Regions from separate parts of the Mus musculus genome. Here region 2 is linked to region 1. A link is a contact called in public promoter capture Hi-C data. All regions are on one chromosome and are shown on one strand. Each heading gives the region's core, a stretch centred on a gene start, on an enhancer-like site or on the middle of the called end of the contact. The rest is flanking DNA. Distances are from core to core; before and after follow the strand shown. Region 1 holds the start of Iqcf5 (IQ motif containing F5). Region 2 holds the start of Gpr62 (G protein-coupled receptor 62).

Region 1 (2,552 bases), core at 39-2,538:
GTAACAGCTTGCCTTGTTTGGTTAGCACACGACCAAGTTGGAAATTCATTTTCTTTGCAACTCCGTCATCACATTTTAGTTTTGGGAAAAGAGTCTGCTGTGCGGAGATGTGCCGCTGAAGGCTCTCATCCTTTGTGCTCACTGCTTTTCCGTGAGCTGGAAAGATGGTGGCTTGCATCATTTATTAATACTGTTTTATCTTAGTTTCTTTACATTCCATCATTAATTACTTTATACGTATGTGTGTCAGTATAGGCTGTGCATGCAGTGCCCTTGGCGGTTAGAAGAGGGTGGTGGATTGAAGTTACAGATGGTGGTGAGTTACCATGTGGCTGCTGAGAATTGAACCTGAAATGAAAAATCTTTTAAATTTAGACCCCATTAACAGGCTGGTACTTAGCATTAGTTTCCAAGTCCTGTCGCCACCTCCCCGCCCCCAAACCTGAGCCTAGCTCCAGTCTCTAGGCTAATCCCCAACAAGACCAGAGTTTCCAGGTTATTTCCCCAACAAACCTGCACTCCCAGGTTACAAGCCCACCCCCTGCCTAACGACCACCAATGCATAGGGGAGCAGAAGTTAAGTTTATGATACAGACCACAATAGCCTTCCACCTCGATGCTTGCACATGTGTTCTCTGTTTGCTGCTTACTACAAAGCCTTGCCCCGATAGATATTCGGGATCCCCCCCACACACACACCAAAACTGTCTTGCATGATGGTGGTGCACTGGGGGCTGGGGAGCATCCTTCTGTCTCCTCTACCTCTGTAGCCCTGGAGCTGCAAACATGTGCTACTGAGCCCAGTTATTTTATGCAGGTTCTGGGGATCAAAGTTTACATAGCTATCACCTTAATATCTGAACTCTCTTCCTAGTCCAAAGATGCTATTAAGAAAAGATTTATTCTTATTTTATGAGTATTTGCCTACATGTATGTCTGTGCATCACGTGTGTAGTGCTCATGGAAGCTGGGAGAGGACTTTGGGTTCTTTGGAACAGTTGTGAGCCACCATATGGATGCTGGGGACTGAACCCAGGTCCCCTGGAGCATTGCCCAGGGCTCTTAACTATTGAACCATATCTCTCTAGCCCCAAAGAAGCTTTCTGAAGGAGTAAAAACATACTGTGGGAAGCAAGTAGATTTGAGTGGTATAAAGGTGTGGGTTATGAGAATTTGTATATGGGTGTATTGGACCCTCCGGTCATAGCCAGTGACACACAACACAGGTGCTGAGAATGTTGGTTATTGGAAGCCGTCCTGGTGCCTGTGTCATAGGCACCCTTATGACGTCATCACTCCTTCCATCTACTCTGTCTGCTGGATCAGAGCTAGGAGAGCAGACCGGAGGGTGATGGGAACATCTAGCCCCTAACCATGGGTAATTTGTAGAATTCAGATCTCAGGGGGGAGGTTTAGCCATGCATGCCTATCTCAGGGGACTGAATGTTTTATAAGAGATTGATCTTTCCAGGAATGGTCAACTCACAGCCCATGTACAGTCTGCGGATGAGGCTAGCTAGGAGCGTGGCCCAATATAAAGTTGTAAACTTCCTTAAAGTGTTCTGAGGTTTATGTGTGTGATTGATTTTGTTTTGTAACTCAATCACGTGTTGTTTTTGTCTTTGCTTTGTTTTTCTTTTTCTGTGTGAACATAGAAGGTGACAAAGTAATTCACAATGTCTAAAGGTTGGATACACTTCATAGGGCTCAGTAAATGTCTCCTAGTTACCACAGGAGGGGTTTTATAACAAAGGCCATAAATAACTAGGTATAGTGGCCCACAGCTTTAATCCCAGCACTTGGAGAGGCAGAGGCAGGCAGATTTCTATGAGTTCAAGGCCAGCCTGTTACTGGACAGCCAGAGCTGCATAGTGAGACCCTGTATCTCTCTCACACACACACACACGCACACACACACATACACACACACCCCAGAAACTGAGTCTAGTTCACTTAGCACAAGGGAAAGCATTCTTGCTTTCTAATCTACTTTCTTCCCAAACACAGAAAGAAAGTTTTAAATTATTATCACAACAGTTATTATCATAACAGGTACATGTCCAGAAACTCAGATGTTAGGTTGGTGTATTCAAGCTGATTAACTGGCATGTACCACAGGAAGTTCAATTTAGCTGGTCTCCCGGGTGCATCTGTGGCCCTGCAGGGTTCTGCAGCTCTTGAACTTCCTAGATAGAGGATCGGGATTCCTGTCTGGCTCACCCTGAGCTCCCTAAGTGTCCTAAGTGGTCTGTTCTCTCTTGCAAGGCCCAGAAAAGTCTACGGCCATGACAGAAACATCTGCGGCTGTGCGCATCCAAGCATGGTGGCGTGGCACACTACTACGACGCACGTTGCTGCATGCTGCCCTCAGCGCGTGGATCATTCAGTGCTGGTGGAGAAAGATAATGATAATGTTGCAAGGGAAGAAACGGCGGATGGCTCTGGAGTTATACGCTCGAAAAACGTGGGCAATAGTCAAACTGCAGTCCTGGTTCAGGATGTGGCACATACGTCATCGATACTGTCGTTTGCTGAATGCTGTTCGCATCATC
Region 2 (2,552 bases), core at 37-2,536, 49 kb before region 1:
CTGTTCTGGTGCCTCAGAAGGGCCTAGGACAGGGTCCTTGCGGAGTTCCTGGAGGCGCCGAAGGAGTGTCTGCAGGTGCCAGGCTTGCGATGTGCAGGCTTTCGGGGCCCGAGGCAGCGCTCGGCGGGTAAGGCGGCCCAGCGCCAGGCGCACCGGGCGCTGCAGCAGGCCATAGAGAAAGGGGTGAGCCGCGAAGGCGGAGTAGGCTACCCAGGTGACAGTAGCCTCGGCCGCTGCGGCGCGCGCCGCGGGCGCCAAGCACGCGCAGCCATAAGGCAGCCAGCAGGCTGCAAACTGGCCCACGGCCAGGGCTGGGGCCAGGGCCGCCTTGCCCCCCAGCAGACGTGGCCGGAGGGGCGGCAAGAAGGAGAGGCGACTGTCTAGAGAGTCGGAGCGGGGCCGGGTCCCGCGCGGAGGCCGGAGGGCGGCGCGCCGCGCCACCAGGAAGATGCTACCGTAGGCGGCCAACAGCAGGAGGGCGGGCAGCGCGAAGGCTAGCATCGCCCAGAGCGGCCGGAAGGGCCCGAGCCCCCCGGCCAGGACGGAGCAGCGAGCTGGGGCCGGAGGTGGCGCAGGCGGTGGCCCGAGCAAGGAGAGCGCGCCCAGGAGCGCGGCCGCGGACCACACCGCGGTGAGCACCAGCGCGGGCGCCGGGCGCGCGCCTGGCCGCAGCGGATGCACTATGAGGCGGTAGCGCGCCAGGCCGAGAGCGGCCACGCCGAGCGTGCATGCGGGGAGCAGAGCCGCCGAGAGGAAGCGCGCCGCTCGGCACGACGAGGGGTCCAGGGGCACAGTGCCCAGCCCGGGCGGCGCGGCCAGCAGGCCCAGAGGCATGATGGAGGCAGCCGCCAGCAGGTCCACGACGCACAAGTGCGCTAAGTAGAAGGCATCTTGAAGGTCCGGCGTGCGCAGCACCACCACGAGCAGAGTGCCGTTGCCCAGCACGGCCCCCACCTCTACGAGAACCGCCAGGATAAACCCCACCGAGCCCGCGAGTTCGGTGACGCTGAGCCCCGAGCCGTTGGCCATCTGAACGTTCAGGCTTCACTGGGGTTTGCTAGAGGAAGAGCGGAAATGGAGCCTCTGGCTCCAGGATTCCCATCACCTGTCCCATGCTCCTCAAGACCCCTCACCTCGTAGGCTGCCCAGGAGGTGACTCCAACGCCCAGGCTGCCATCTTCTTGTGGGGTTTGGTGGGCCCTATGGGTGGATGCAAGGCTGAGCCTGGCTCGGCTTTCTCCCCCTGCCCTAGCACAGCTCCAGCCACTCAGCCTCTGTGGAGATGGTACCGGCTGTCACTCTGATGCTCCCCTTTGAAGACACACACAGCTTAGTAAGGGAGGGGCAGGGCCTGGTGCCAGCCCCCTTGGCTCTAACAGCTGCCAGCTGGAGACTGGAGGCTCTTCTGTGAAACTGCCCGAGGGTACAGTTTACTGAGCCTAGACCCATACCCACCTTGCTCAGGAGTGCGACGTGGGGGCAGTTCGGTCAGACATTACTTTTCTCAAGGTAGCCCAGGAATCAGGAAAAACAAAAAACCGAAACTTTAGATGTGCTTGGAACCCCCAGGAGGTCTTGAGGGGAGGAGAGAGAGAAATCTCAGGGCATGGCACATAATGGCTGCTCAGTCAGTGTTACCTTGGCACCTCACCTTATGGAATACTTGTGAAGTGGGGGGCTTAGCAGAAAAATGGATGCTTAGCTGGTCTTGGACTTTGACTGCTGGCAAACCAGCTCTCTTCTAAAGCGCACCCTGCACATGCATCATTAGCACCACCCCTTCCCAACCTCAGAGCTCTGAAGCTTGAGCTAACAAGACCTACCACAAGAAGCACAGGCTCGGGCTGGTGAGATGGCTCAGTGGGTAAGAGCACCTGACTGTTCTTCTGAAGGTTCGGAGTTCAAATCCCAGCAACCACATGGTGGCTCACAACCATCCGTAACAAGATCTGACTCCCTCTTCTGGAGTGTCTGAAGACAGCTACAGTGTACTTACATATAATAATAAATAAATCTTAAAAAAAAAAAAGCACAGGCTCAGTATGTAGCATCTCTGCCTCCCTCCCCCAGGTAGGTGGCTCAAAAGGTAACTCCAGCGGGAGGGGCCCATGCTCCAGTTACAATCACCCAACTTCATGACAACTCTACCTAGACAGTGACAAGGAAGCAGGTGTCTGAAGGGCCTTCTCCCTTGAACCAGACTTGAGTGTCTCCCTAGGCAAACTCCTCAGGATAGAGCTTTCTTTTCTCCCACACCCGATCCAATTGGTCAAAGGTCCAGGGAATCTAGTCATTTCTTATCACCAATACCGCTGCCCCACCAACCCTGCTGCCCACTCAGAGCGTCTGTCCCAGCATTCCCCTAACTGGCCTTGCCTTTTTTGCTCCCGAGTCTCAAACTGCTCAGCTGATTTGTCCTTCGGTCCCTTCTCCACTCTACCTTCCTGTTCTCGACCTTCCCGGGCTTCGCTGGGGGAATATTCAGCCAACGGAAGTTCCCAGCAGAAAACTAGAGAGTGGGAAGAGGGAGGAAGCTATGATGTTTCCCCTCA

What was found. Capture Hi-C pulls out chosen DNA fragments and counts their contacts.
Region 2: a contact with region 1 is called in a promoter capture Hi-C map of pancreatic islet. The contact joins the promoter of Gpr62 here to the promoter of Iqcf5 in region 1. A contact is called at or near these places in 2 of 39 promoter capture datasets (the C10 cell line and macrophages), 1 of 15 datasets of contacts at CTCF or cohesin (the NIH/3T3 cell line), 1 of 484 Hi-C or Micro-C datasets (the G1E-ER4 cell line), 5 of 115 datasets of contacts at active chromatin or transcription factors (the SCID.adh cell line, embryonic stem cells and large pre-B cells) and 3 of 9 other capture datasets (adipose tissue, liver and pancreatic islet).

What each region holds. Positions count from the first base shown.
Region 1 is chr9:106,513,285-106,515,836 of GRCm38.p6, forward strand. Iqcf5 (IQ motif containing F5) reads left to right here and starts at 1,289. Exons shown (of 2, transcript NM_029300.1): 1 at 1,289-1,378; 2 at 2,266-2,552. The coding sequence starts at 1,375. It also overlaps a transcript of Iqcf3 not described here.
Region 2 is chr9:106,464,699-106,467,250 of GRCm38.p6, forward strand. Gpr62 (G protein-coupled receptor 62) reads right to left here and starts at 1,287. Exons shown (of 1, transcript NM_001159652.2): 1 at 1-1,287. The coding sequence starts at 1,029.